2 separate regions of the Gossypium arboreum genome follow, and region 2 is linked to region 1. A link is a contact called in public Hi-C data. All regions are on one chromosome and are shown on one strand. The core of a region is the stretch at or near the end of the contact, and the rest is flanking DNA. Distances in the headings are between cores, read along the strand shown.

Region 1 (7,756 bases), core at 1,468-3,967:
AACAACAACAATTAACAGTATTATCAATTTGGACCTACTAGTAATATTATAAAAGGTAAGTGTCAAGATGTGCTAATTTAAACTAAATGGATTAATTTTCAAATTTAAACATGGTAAAAGAACTATGACCAAAGTTAGACCAACAACAAACATAATGAATAAAACAATACGATACCAAAAATCCTAAATTTAACTTAGTTGATTCAAGCTACTATCTTTTAAGAGTTAACATCGAAGAAGTTGAAACTAGAGGCCTTGACCCCATGAAATTTGGAAAATTGCCATTAAATTTCATTAAAAATTTTGAAATTTAGAATTAGACCCTTCAATTTTTTTAGAAATTCTTATTAAAATCTTTTAAAATTTTAAAAACCCAAAGTTTATAAAAGTTTAACTAAAATCCCCAAAACTTAATGAAAACATTCGCTCTATTAGACGTAGAAAAGATGCAAATAAAAAAAAAATAGAGGAAGAAAGGTGACCTCAGATTCTAAGCAGCCACAAGCAGCTTCAAGGCAGGCCTCCAATGCAACAAACTCAAAGGGTAGAGTCCTAGTGCCTTCTTGAGTCTCAAGACCTTGTTTCTCTTCCCCCCTGCCTTCCTCACTTAGGCTTTGGAGCTGTGAGATCTTTGGTAATAGATTTTGTGATGTAGTTCTTATTATGCAGTTGGTATCATCAATAGCACCCTCCTACTCCCAAATCCAAAAACACCCTCTTTTTAATCAATACATCGTTTGTTTTATTTTCTTGTTTATTTAACTGAATTCGATCATACAAATTTGAATTTCATTTATGCGACCAAAAGTACAAACAAGTAAATAAGGTAACAGAATAAGAATGTCTTATCGATTGGGTCAACACACAACCACTTGCTAAGAGGATGTGCGTGTCACTGACTTGATAGGTTTTGAACTATTACTGTATGACCTGACCATGTGGTAGCATGTACATCAATATTGATAAGTTTTAATCAATATTATCCTCGAATGAAGTCAAGATCTATTTCTTGACTTTGTCAAAAACCAGAACTAGAAACAAGATTCACAGAAGGAAAATATCTTCTTGAGTTGGGTCGACACATAACCATTTTCGTGTACTTGATACGTTTTGGACTATTGCCCCTTGTAAAGCTAAAAACCGAAATTTAAAAAAAAAAAAAAAAACCTTGGATTGGTTTGCTTGATAATGCAACAAAATCCGCCTCTGCAACTCATCAACAAACGGTGTAACGGAAGGATCCTTGGAATTCAACAGCAAAACCTCTTGAGCCGTAATGATGCCTTTATGTGCTCCAAGTTAATCACAATGGCCTGTTCTCGACCCAGAACCGTCGACGGGTAAGAAAGAAGCGGGTCCAGGATCCGAAGATCTCGACCGGGTAAACCCGTTCGTCTCATGATAGAATGCTTGCCGGCCTCCAACCTAAAGGTGTGGGCCGTCGAGTCAAGTAAAAGCCATGAGCGGATACTGGTCCCCTTTTTCCGATGTGTGGTGAAGGGGAGAGTTTGGTTCGGGATCACGGCGGGCCGGTTTGATAGGTTCGGGTCGTCTTCGGGTTTGGACGACGGTGGTGGGGGTGGAGTTCCCGTTGCCGTCATTTTTCAGGTGATTTTTGCGTATTGGAAATAAAAAAATCCACCTTTATATTATACATCAAATGAGCACTTAAACCCGTAAAAGACTGTTATCATCAAACACATAAATTCATAAAATCAGAACTCGTAATTATATGACCTGAAACTTCATTATGCGCGAACTACCTTCTAATTTTGCCGCAAGTGTTACAAGTACCATATTAGTAGCAATAATTTTTGTAAATTTCTGATTTACTACTCTCTTTTTTTCTTTTAAATAATTGTTTTTTGCCATTTAAATAAAAACAATAACAATTTATGATCATTATTTAAGTAACTAAATCTTAAATTCAGTGTGGTATATGAGCTTTGGAGATGCAATATGGTCAGTTCGGCATTAAGCAATTAGTTCTTCACTCAACAGTGATTCACATTCAGATATTCAGCCACATTCAACTCCTGTATCTCCTGATGTTACATCTTCTACTCCCTCTCCTGTAGCACTTGCTCATGATGATGTTTCTGATCATGTTGCACCTGCTATAATTGTTCTCGATAAGTCTCCTGTTAACAATTTACAACTCCTTTTTGTTGCATCTTTTACTGATTTTCCTTCTGATGTTGTTCAACAGGATCTCTCTTCTTGTCCATTTGTTAATATTCATCCCATGATTACTAGAGGAAAAGCAGGTATCTACGAACCTAAAATTCAGTCCTATAATGTTACTAATATGTCCTCTTCTTTGTTGCTTGCAGATATTCATGCTGTATTGAGGTGTCCCAAGTGGCAGGAAGCAGTTCATGATGAGTTGATTGCTTTGCATAACAATCATACCTAGAGTTTAGTCCCTTTGCTAGAGAGTCGAACACCCGTTGGATGTCGTTGGTTGTTCAAAATTAAAAATGAAAGATGATAATTCAGTAGATCGTGATAAGTGCGAAGGATATGCTCAAATCAAGACACTTTTAGTCCAGTAGTGCGAACAATTATTGCTGTAACTCATAAGTGGCTACTTCGCCAGATAGACATCAATAATGCCTTTCTCAATGGCATATAAGCTCAATTTCTTTCTATACTTTTATTCTAAAATTCCTATTTAATCTATTTCTAAAAATTCTTTAATTTTCCTACATGACATGTGACTGAACCAAATCCTCTTTACTTTGAGGATGTTATATAAATGAACTTGGTGAAGAAGTTATTAAAATTCTCATTACACCGTTTGAAAAGTTGAAAGATTTGAATAAAAATATATGCGTAAAAAATAGGTTTAGGCAAAAAATAAGATCTATTTTTAAAATATGTCGAACCTCAAGTAAGATTTTTTAGTCTGACCCGAAAAGCTACTTGTTTACTAAATATTTTAGTTTGAAATTATAATTTTAATTAAAAAATACTTTTTAAACTTCAATTACTAAACGCACTTAAATGAGAAAGTGACTAAAATATTTAATTTTAGAAAATTTATTCCTTATGTTTGTGGGATTGGTTTCTTTATTCCCAATATCTGGGATTGGTTTCTTTATTTCCAATATCAACGGAGGAAGAACCTTAAGGGGACAGAATTTATTCTAAAATAGTCCATCAAATTACTTACTTTTGCAATATATTTCCTCATCTAAAATGCTCCATCAAATTAATTACTAATATATCTGCTACATTAAAAAAAAAATTGATGGAGACCCAAATTGAAATGAGAAGTGTCAATTTGGAATCTTAAATTCGAGTTTGAAATAGGACGGGTGAGGAGTCATGATCCATGCTAGGGGAGGATGAAGTCGGGCACCATTTCTAATTCTTCATCCAATTTTTATATGGTCCCTCTACTTACAAATTTTACTTTAAAATAGTATGTTATTTTTTAAATTTACTATGTACTTACAATTTTAGCTTGAAGCCTATATGTTACTTTAATCCTAGTGGTCGTTTTCTGCAATTTTGATATTAATAGGGCAAGCCACCGCCTCACTTAGTTGGTGACAGTTGTCGCTCTTTGCATTTACTTTTTACAGGGTAAAATATACTATTTCTTAAGCTACATTGGAGCTTGGAACTTGCTTTGTCTGGATATTTTGAGGTCTTGTTCTCTATAAATTTTTTATATCCTTTCTTTATTCATCAAGAAAGAGGAAATGGATGAAACCAAGCCAATGAAGGTTGTTGAGAGCAGCCACGTTTCACCACCGCCAGGCTCAGTTCCCACTACCTCTCTTCCTCTCACTTTCTTTGATTTGCAATGGTTTCCACTTCCCAATGTTCAACGCCTTTTCTTCTATGAATTCCCATACCCTACCTTGCATTTCATGGAAACCATTCTCCCGTTGTTAAAACAATCTCTCTCCCTTACCCTGCAACAGTTTTTCCCCTTCGCGGCCAACGTAGTGTGCCCTCCGTCACCGGGGAAGCCTTACATCCATTACGAAGACGGCGGCAGCTCCGTTGCTTTCTCGGTCGTCGAATCCCCTTCGGATTTCCGCTGTGCAATAGCCGATTATCCGCGAGACGTTAAAACGTTACATCCCTTCGCGCCACATCTACGGACCGCACTGTCGGAGGCGAAAGACGGTACGCGGGTGGTCTTGCTCCCTGCACTTGCCTTCCAAGTGACCGTGTTCCCGAACGCTGGCGTTTGCATCGGGTCTAGTTACTGCCACGTGATCGGCGACGGGAAGGCATTCATGCATTTCATGAAGTCTTGGGTGGACGTTTACGCTGCGGTCGGTCTTGAAAAATCATCGCTTCCATTGTTTAACAAGGATGTGATCAAGGATCCTAACAGGGTAGAGTCGTTTCTATTGAAAATGTATCACGACTGGCTTTCATCTCTCAGGGAGAATTCGGGCTTAACAGATGTCGGATCAGAAGTAAACATGGTTCGTGCCACATTCGTGTTTCGTCGAGCCGATGTCGAGAGGCTCAAGCAATTGGTTGCATCGCAGTGCATGAACGAAGCTAATTCGAACCAATTCCATCATGTATCAACTTTTGTGGTAACATGTGCTCTAACATGGGTTTCATTGATCAAATCAAAAGTAAGTGTTGTTAACACCTTATCATATGTTGATGATGCTGATGAGTTATATTATTTGCTATTCCCCTTCGATTGCCGGAACCGCCTTGAATTTCCGGTTCCGTCAACATATTTCGGGAACTGTATAAAACCTGGAATTGTAGAGATGAAGAAGGAGGAGTTAACAGGTGAAAATGGGATTGTTTTAGCTGCCAAAGCCATCGGAAGCAAAGTTAAAGAAATGGTACAAAGTGGTATAAGTGGGGCGGAGAATTGGCTAACTAGCATCGCAGAGAGAAGTAAAACGGGGCGTCTAATTAATTTGGCCGGTTCGCCGAAGTTGCGGGTGTACGATACTAATTTTGGGTGGGGAAGGCCTCGGAAGGTGGAGCTGATGCACGTGGAGTCCGGGCAGACTATATCTATGGCGGAGTGTAGGGATGAAGAAGGTGGAATTGAGGTTGGTGTGGCTTTAAACAAGAACCAAATGGATGAATTCGTTGCCACCTTTGGGCAGAGTTTAAAGCTTCTTTAGTTTCGGGTTCTTTTTTAGCCAGAGGAAGGCAGAAAATTTGTTTAGGGTACTGAAATTAAGTTATAATCTTTATTATAATAAGAGTGTGCTTTTATTATTTTAATATTTTATAATTTTATAATTTTAAAAGATCAAAACAAAATGTTATCATTTTAAATTCATTTAATTAAAAAAAAAATTCATTTTAGGATATCTACATCCTCCGACACCCCTACTCCCTGTGTTGGTCCAATTGTATCATAGCTTTCACATGTTGGATTAAAATTGTTAAAATTTATTAGTATGTATTTTATTTATTTAAAATCAATTAAGAACACGCGACAGAATTTTTAAAATTTACCATAAGCGAGTTTAACATGTTGTCACATATTTTTAAAAATTAAAAAAATAACAAAAGACTTATAACAGCATCCTAAATTTGTTTATAATTTTTTTGTATTCTACTACTAATGTATAGAATAATTATTTTTGAAAAAAAGTATGATTTTATAATTTTATTGATTTCTAAAATGATTAAAATAATAACTTTTTCAACTTCGCCTTTCTTTTTTTTTTTTTTTTTTTTTTTCCTACCTCGAACTTGGATTACATTAAACTTTAAAACCACCAAAGTAAGACATCATCACCTAATAAAATAATTATATAAATAATAAGAAAAAAGTTAAAATGCATATTCATAATGAAACTAAACAAATGGATATTCAAGTTTATTTGAATTTAGATATGTATTTATCTATGTTCATTTTGGTCATGTTTTTAAACATTATATATATTTTAATTTCATAAAATAATAATTTCAAAATAAATTCTCATATTTTTATGTTTATTTTTGAATTTTGGAAGTGCATTGTCTAGATTTATTCTTTTTAATAATTTTTTTACATTTTTCCTAATTAAAAAATTAAAATCCTAATTTTTATATTTATAATTTTAAATATTTTTTATAATATCATAATTTCTTTGTAATATTTTTATAATTTCTTTTTTTATATAAATTGGGAATGACTTACATAAAGAAATCCTACAAATCAAGGTTTTATAGCACAAAAAAAAATTTGCCACATCATCAAATTTTAAAGACATGAAATCATTATATATTCATCCATAAAAAAATTATTTTATGGACCCTTCCCACCACATTATTCATAGTCCATTTCTAATTATTTATTGACATTTCAACAAACTTTTACGTGTTATTGACACATGATTTTGATAATTTCTTTTATTTTGAACCCTTAACCTTAAATCCAAACCATAAACTTGTAACCCCAAACTCCAAATTCATAACTTGTAACCCTAAACTATCAAATCTTAAGTTTGAACTCTAAATCCTAAACCTTGCACCGCAATGTTCAATATTTAAGATTTAGGGTTTGAGTTCGATGTTTAAGGTTATGGGTTCAAGATAAAATAATTACTAAAATTATGTGTCAATGATATGAAAAAATTGCACAAAAATCACTATATATTTCTTTTAAATTGGTTGCACAAAAATAAAAGATATTAACTTATGGAAAAAAAACAAAATGGTTAAAATTTGTAAAAGAAGAAAAGATGTTTGCTTATAATTTAAAAAATTAATTATTTTAAGTAATTAAGTTGGAAAATATATTAAATATAGATGAATGTATAATAATATTTTGTTATCTTTAAAATTTAATGACGTGATATTATTTTATTAATGCCTAAAACTATATGCTCCTACTATAATTTTTTCCCTTATAAATTTTATACATTTCTTTTTTAATAAATTTCTAATTATGTATATCTTTAATTTTTATATATATATATATATATATATTTTATAAATTTCCTATAATCTTTACTTTATAAAAGGAAGCCTTAAGGCCTTCCTCGTTACAGGTATCCAACTTTTCTTTTAGCCATTATAACATAACAACCAAAATTACAATTTGATTTTTCTACCATTTAATTTTTATATTTTAATCTAACATAATTTAATTTTTTACTATATAATAATATTAGTCAGTTTAAATAATTAATATTTTTAATTATTTCGATTAAAACGATACTGTAATTTTTCCCTAAAATATATTTCTAATGGATAAAAAATCCATTTCAATATAATAAATCGAAATGGATATTTTCACCCTTCCTCATCACACGTGTTCAACTTGTTTTTTTCCATTACAAAGAGAACAATTAAATTACAGATTTGATCCTTTTACTGTGTTCATATTTATGATTTAATCTTTATATTTTAATTTAACATAATTTAATTCTCTATTATTACAATTATATTAATTACTCCAAATAATTAACATCCATAACCTGTCTCCGGCTCCAATCTTTTCCTTTTTAGCCATTTAAGATAATGGTCAAATTCCTATTTTAATCCCTCTACCACACTCATAGTAAAGATTTAGTCATTATATTATAATTTCACATAATTTGGTTGTTTCCTTTTATAATAAATATTTTCACATAAGTTAATAATAAATTAGATTTTTTTAAAACAAAAAATCAAAAATAGTTCCTGATTTGACGTGGAATTGGATGCATTAAATTATGTAAATAACATTGCGTTTATTTTTAGCTTTCACTTAATTAAATAACATAAAATAATGAAAAATATATATATTGAGATTAATTTATTAAAGGGTAAATTATAA
Region 2 (7,756 bases), core at 3,377-5,876, 72 kb before region 1:
GGAGAGTTTCTTTATGGTTTTCTCTCGTACATGTTCATGAAACGGGATAAGCACATGGCCATAATGGTGCTACTCTAATACTTTATGGTTATGTGTGAAATTTTTCCAGTATTGACTTTAAGAATGATGGTTCAAGCGGTAAGTCACCATTCATTTTGTTGATACTTTAAAGAGTTTGTACTAAAGGAAGGTTCAATTTGCGGATACCCTTCTTTATGCATAATCGTTGTGTACTTATTTTTTGGAATTAGCAATCTAGTGGGGGATTGTTGGAAATTGTAGCTTGCAAATTCATAATTATTCATGAGCACTTATTAGAAAGTGATGATTTATTCAAAGGATACATTTGATTTCATGAAACATGTTTTTCTAAAATATTAAATGGAAATCAAATGTAAAGGGTTGTGACTCTTTAAAATAGTGTTCATTAAGTGTATATAAATAAATGGTCTATGGCGCTCACAAATATATTATAATCAAATCAATTTTAAAAATTAGAGTAAAAGTTGAGAAATTCCTCGATTTTGCTAATTAAAGGAAATTCAAAAACTTCATTGTATTCTGGGAGGACCTTTGTCTTAATCCTTTAGCAACTTTATATTGGGGCAAATAGTTCTCATTGGAAAGCATCACCCGCGCCTCAAAGTCTACTGTTTAATTTAATATCGTCTCCGGCTCTATCTTCTCCACTCAAAATCTCCAACAGGGAATCCATAGAACGAGTTAATGCGATAATAAGGATTTTAATTAGAAAGAAATTCCAATTAATCAACGTAGAGTCAGTTGCTTTTATGCTCGAAAAAGATATTATCATAATTTAGGGATTTCTACAGATCAATGTGCGAAGTAAAGAAATTGCGTAATGTAGATTGATAGTGATAAATGAAATCTAGGTGAATTCTTTCCTGGTTATTATTTCGCTTCTTGATTGTTACTCGATTACTTTCCTGAATTGTTCTTTGTTGTGTCCGTTAGTTAATTAATTTAGTTAATTTTAGTTTTTAATCAATCGCTCGAATGGTTAGGTTAAATAATAGAAAGACGATAATCACTATTACTTTTAGTCTTTGTAGGAACGATATTTGTATTCACCGTAACTGTACTATTAATTAATAAGTGCACTTACCTTAATCAAATTTTTAATTATTTTCACAACACATCAAAGAAGCAAATGATAAGGTATGTTTTCAAGTTTATATAAAGAACTCAATTACTTCGTTTATAAAAGCATCTAAGTATTGAGTATTCAATATATTTGACTTTTTCTAATCCCTCTTTTTCTATTGTTTACAGTATTTTCTCTTGTATTTATGCTTAGAGATTTTGAGAGGCGTAATTAAATATTTTGCTTTGGAAATACGGGTGTACTTCAGGTTTTTGGGTTGAGAGAATAGTTTATGAATTATAATAATTTTCACATTGTAATTTCTCTTCGTTGTTTTTGTTTTTATAATGATCGTGATTTTTTTTTTCAATTGGGGAATTTTTCACTTAAATTTTTGTGTATATTTCTTTCAATTTTATTTTTTTTATCTTTGAACATCAAAATATTACAAATGCCAAAAACAAAGGTTATCGTAATAGAAATCGAATTTATTTTAAATATAACTCTTTTGTCACTTCGCTTATGAATTTTTTTAATGAACACAAATAATAAAATTTTAAATGATATGACGTAAAATTAAAAATAGAACTATTTTATTTTTCGTCATAATGTTTTATTAAATGATATGAGATAAAAAATAATCATAAAACTATTTCATTTTCTTTCATCATAATGTTTTATCAAATAAAATATCCTGTCATTTCAATTGATGTAGCATTTTGTTCATGTCATGTAATTTTTATTTTTTTAAATTACAAAATTATTCTAATCACACATTTTGTGAGATAATTCTTTCAATAATTAATTTTAATCAAGTTTATTTCAAAATAAAATGAAATACTAAATTTGCACCCAAAAATTAATAACAAATTTATATTGTCGAAGACAATAGAGTTATAAATTTGTTTTACCCCGCCAAAAAGTTAGGGTATAATAGTAAGATATATTATATTTTAATGAGAAAATATAAATTTAAATTTTGAAATGAAATTATTAGGAGGAGTGTCCATAAACGCCAAACATGAAAAATATAAAAATAAAACTGTCTTTACCTTTTGTTTCTTTGTTTGCGTACATATATACTAGATTATGGTACACCCACTATATAAGTGAAAATTTTATGTAACAAATTTAAAACAAAAATTGATATAATTTTAGTCAAAATGGTAAACTTGAGTTATTAAAAATTATAATGTTTTAGATTCCAATCTCATCATGTGCAAATATTTTTTGTATTTTATATAAAAATAAAATTATCCTCAAAATAATATCTTATGCTTTGTCAAAATATTTTTGTAAATTTTTCACAAATCGATTTAAATCCAAGGATTACGGTAATAATTGTATTGCATGAAAATTACTTATTTAAAATATAATTATACGTGTAAAAATAATATCCACTAAATAATGAAACATATGATTTGAAATTAATAATATATATATAATATGTACAAAGTTAAAATAAAATAAATTAATTTAGATTTTGAGTAAAAAGAATCTTAAATAGGTAAATACAGTTGGTTAAGAATATTAAATGTATTCCAATTTCTTTCTGGCTTGTATTGCCATTATTTACAGCATGTTAAAATGTTATAACTTATTTTATGTATAAGTAGGTATTTTAGTCATTTCCTCAACTAAATTAGTGTCACAAGTTAATCCGACATCAACTAATTAGTCAAGGGTTTAAAGTTAGTAAAGATATAGCAATGTGAATGAAAAACCTTCTTATGTACAAGTATTAAAATTTATCTCAAAGTAGAATTAAATCTTTGGATGAAGTAGTAAATTTAAGGTTTTATAGATGCTAGTACCATAGGTTCAAATTTCACTATATGTAATTTTTTTAAAAAGATAGAAATGTATTCATAATAATATAAATTATTTTGTATATAATAAGGTATTTTAGTTATTTCTTTAACCGAACGATACCAAATTAACTCGTAAGACTAATTTAATCAATAAATTCATATTACGATATAAATCTACTTAAGCTTGTAATTTCTTATTAAAACATTTGTATGCAAATGTTTATTATTCTCTTCCAGGATGTATTGAATATGTTTGCAAGAATGTAGTAATCTATAATGAATATCAAATTTTCAAAAATTTAGAATTGGTATTAAACTTTAAAACCTTATTAGGATTATAACAAATATGTCTCGTTTGGTTACGAGGTAACAATCGAAGAAAAAGCTTATTTATTACGTATGTATTATAATAGTTAGATCGATATAAAATAAAGAATAGTTAGTACAAATTTAAATTTGAAATTAGAAAGATGAATAATAATTCTTATAAAAAATAAGGTCTTTTCAAAATAAGCGAAAAATTTTCTTTCTCTTTACTAAATATAAATCATGAGAGTGACTAAATATAATCAATTGAATCAATTTATTGCTAATCCATATGCTAAAACATGTATAAAAAATAATATGCCTACCAAATATAACATTACATCTTTATGCCAAACTTGATAGTAAATACAAATCGAGTATAATATGTAGTCGATTTTAAACACATTTGTTCCATTGTTGTGTAGCTTCACCTCAATTCCAACTCAAAACATGTTTTCTTGGTACAATGCTACAAACTTGGAAAAAGTGGTGTCACAATCTATTCTTTAAAATTTTCCGTGATATTGTGCTCACGAAGCTGCTGCGACATGGGCAAAAATTTGGATGGATGAAGATTAAGCTCTAATATTAAAGGCTTGAATTTGATTCAAAATGTTCTCTACTTTATATTATATTTTTTATTTTATTTTATTTTATATATTATATAAAATCACATATAAAACCAATCTAGTCATGAACACCTCTTAGCTCGGAATTTCTTAAAAAAATAGGGTCAAGAAAACAACATGTGGGTTTCAAATCCCAGGCTGTTTGCAAGAAAAAGTAGATGCAGCATATATGAAACAAGCATTATGTAAGTATTACATAAGGATGACAAAGGCATTCATTTACATGTGAACCCTGGGCTGAGGCAATGAATGGCCCGCCACGGTGGGCCTACAAAGGTGACAGCAATGCACCCCCACACCCCACCCTCCCCGAAATGCAGTGTTGGTAGTAAAAGCCCTTTCAGGCTTTTATATAGGAAAAAAGAAAGAGTCTGACTTGACACCTCTTTAGGACAAAAGTCTCATTGGAACCTTTCGAAAGGAGCCACTGCATGAGACAAACCAGCATTAACAACACCCCCTGCAATATGCTTGTACATGAGTCGGTCAAATTAAATTTATATCAAATTTATATATCATATTAATATTATATATTTTTTGTTAAAATCGTTTAACTTGGACTCTATTTATATTTCTGAATCATTAATTAATAGAAGATTAATGAAGATTTTTAACAAAAATTTCATATATATATATATATATATTTTGTTATGGTATTTTCTGTTACCAACCCGAAACTTGAATACAACTTCGAACTACCAACCTATAGCTCGAGTAGATGAGGAGGAACTTTGGCCTCACAAGGTAGAGACATTAAGGCTCACGGGGAGAGCTCGCGAGCTAAGTTTGCATATTCCTAGGTGTTTGTAGGCAAAGGGTGTGAAATCAACTGAGTGGTTCGATGAACACGTGTTAAGTCTAGAACAGTATACATGTTGGTATGCATAGAGTTTACCTAAAACGTCATTTCGATAAATAATAATATTTTATAAATATCCGATTCTCCTCACTAAAAAAACACATTAAACACTCAATATATATAATATAAAAGTTGTTCAAGAATCAAATAAAAATTAATATCTATAGTTGAGTGGCATTCATTGAGAAGGGATTAATGAGGAATCAATGGCCATCGTATTGAAAATGTTTTTAGGGTTTAAATTTTCACAAATGATCTGTGATGAAATTAATTGGAAAGGTACAAGATGGCAAATAATATTGAAAAACTAGCCAAGAAGAGTCAAAATGAAAAGGACATTGCATTAAACTACAAAATCTAATAAAATTGAAAATAATAAAAGATAATTTACAAGTGTATGGCTCCAATCAGGCATGTTTGAAAATTAGAGGTATTTATAAGCTCTGATAAGTAAAGTTTAAATTGATTTTGTGTATAATTTTAATATCATATATATTTATTCAAGTTCGATATTTTATCTTAATTCATTTATATTGATAAATGATTAATTTAAAATCATTTCTGTCCACTAACAATTTTTTTAAACTTTTTAAATAATATAATTAGTTTTATTTAATATTTAGTAATTATCAAAATTCTTTTTTTAATAAATATCTAACATATTTTAATATACATGTGATATAAAAAAAAAAAGACAATATATATTATAAACTTGAAAATGAGTCGGATTAAGTCAAGTTTAAGATTTGAATATTAAAAATCAAATTTAACTTATACTTTTACTTAAAACTTTTTAAAAAAAATTTATACAATACTTAGAACTAGCCATAACCCCTTCTCAACCCTTAAAAAAGAGGATAATTCGCTTTAACGCACTGAAATCCACTTCCTCTACACTGATAATAAACTCATGTGAATTGAGCTAATAAGTAGGATAACCCAACCATTGATGAGATGGATTAATTTGCATATGGTGTCGGTTATCTGTCTCAAAATAGCGAATAAGCATTACAATTAAGTCCCATGGACATGGGAAACACCAAAAACAGTTCAATTCAAACGGCCAATTCCCTATCATAACAGCTGGGAGTGTCCCATGTAAGTACATATTAATTATGATTGAAGATTAGGGTTTTCCTTTTTGTTTTTTTTTTTTTTTTTTTAAGTCAGTCTTTTAAAGAGTTTATAAACATAAGTATAAGTAACGTATAATATATATTGGATTAATTAAAATTGAAATTGAAATATATAACTTGGATCATTGAAATCTTAAAGTCTCATCATTGACCGAAATAAATTATAATTATACGAGAAATTACAATAAGAATTAATAATTAGACGAATAGTATCATAAAATAATTAAATAAATAAAACATTAATTGAATAATTAATTTAACTTAAATCACAAACTAAAATCTATTTGGACAACTCAATTAAAATAAATCTAAATCAAATTTATACACCATGAAACTTAAATACGAGACCTCAAAATTTTCAAAAGCCTCATTAATATAGATTGAAATTAGGGTATGATGTGTCACATGAGTTTTGTTTGCTGATATCCATATATTTTAAGCATACTCAAATTTTATATGTTTCTCTATATATGTTTGGAAAAGTAATACACGTCTATTTTCAAATATGTGTCAAACACTATAATATACAAAAGATTTAAAAGATTACATGAAATAGTTACATCAATATATATTACTTTCATTCAGTATTAAGGTAATCATTTTAAAAAATCGTCTATTTATTATGCATCACATGTAATAATTAAATAAAAAATTTGACTCAATTGTTGTTATAATAGATTTTCGATTTAGTAAAAATAAAATTAAAGTAAAATAATTTATCGAATGCCATGGTAATTGATAATGATAAGGTTTAATTTATGTACTATTTTACACAGAAGATAAAACATATATTCCAAATCAATTAATTTAAGTATATGATTTTTAATTTGGTTGATATTATTATTATTGAAATAATTTAAAATATATATGTTTAAATGTATTTAAATTTGTAATTGTTGATAATACAATGTAGGTAACCTCACATTGGTTGAGGAAAGGCTTTTAAGAGGGTTTAAATATAGTCTTATCTCTTATTTTTATTGAGCAATTAGGGGTTAAAGGCCTAACACATATGTGCTGTTGCTCGACCTATGTTTGTGTCTTGAAGTGTCTACGACCTGTACCATGCATATTATTTGAGTGTATAAATATTGAAGTATTACCCTAACCATGGAGGGCGAGCCCATATTTCTTGATTTGATTTTAATAGGACTCCTTAATATAATTTATATAATATAGACATCCTTTCGATACTTCAAATCTGAGTAAAATGCCCCCAGTAACCCAGCGGGAAACTTGGACATTGTATAAGAGAGAACAAAAAAAACCCAAGTAGGCATAGAACATTTCTTCAGGTGTGGGGTGGGCAAACTTTTGAAGGCTTGAACCATTTTAAAAAATGGTGTTGGACCACCACCCAGAGGCCCAGCAGCCTGGTTCTTGTAGTACCATAGTCCATTTGTCCATTGACAAATGTTGAAATTATAATTTGGTTTTTCTTTGGTTTAAAGGGTATAAAAAGTTTTTAATTTTTTTCAAGAAAAGCAATTAAGTTTATTTTTTTACTCAATTGAATACTTAAACTTAAAAAAAAAAAAAAGCAATTAAGTCTCTTTTTTTTTTTTTTGCTCTCAATTGGATACTTAAATTACCAAAATACATAAAAAAAGGCTCTCAAACTTTTTCAAAAAAGCAATTAAAGCCCTAATTTTTTTTTGTACTCAATTGTCAAAAAAATGCATTAAAAAAGGCCATTTAACTATTAACTTTAATGGTTGACCGTTAAAGCAAACCGTCCCTAATTTTTTTAGTTAAAGTCATCATGTGTCACAACTACAACGTGACATGTGGCAAAAAATGATAAAAATAAAAATCTATAAAAGTTATAAAAGTTATTAAATTTTAATAAAAATCTAAGAAATATTTATCTGTTATTATTTTAATAAAATATAACAAATATTTATTTTTAT

The links. Hi-C and Micro-C count contacts between places; a contact is called where the count stands out from the background.
Region 2: a contact with region 1 is called in a Hi-C map of leaf, with 2.2 times the contacts expected there. The contact joins the enhancer-like site here to the promoter of LOC108463379 in region 1. A contact is called at or near these places in 2 of 5 Hi-C or Micro-C datasets (both in leaf).

Annotation. Positions count from the first base shown.
Region 1 is chr13:6,728,540-6,736,295 of ASM2569848v2, reverse strand. LOC108463379 (magnesium transporter MRS2-3) reads right to left here and starts at 2,717. Exons shown (of 7, transcript XM_053024489.1): 1 at 1,292-2,717; 2 at 1,168-1,289; 3 at 483-692. The coding sequence starts at 1,601. It overlaps LOC108461874 (coumaroyl-CoA:anthocyanidin 3-O-glucoside-6''-O-coumaroyltransferase 1-like), which reads left to right and starts at 3,711. Exons shown (of 1, transcript XM_017761844.2): 1 at 3,711-5,123. The coding sequence starts at 3,711. The coding sequence ends at 5,123.
Region 2 is chr13:6,802,476-6,810,231 of ASM2569848v2, reverse strand. No RefSeq gene overlaps it. Among protein-coding and RNA genes, the nearest start is that of LOC108463176, 35 kb to the left of the region's middle. Within about 2 kb of position 4,626, at least 2 of the 2 cell types and tissues checked have an H3K27ac peak or open chromatin away from gene starts, as enhancers often do. A contact at or near this core is called in leaf, where this site is marked.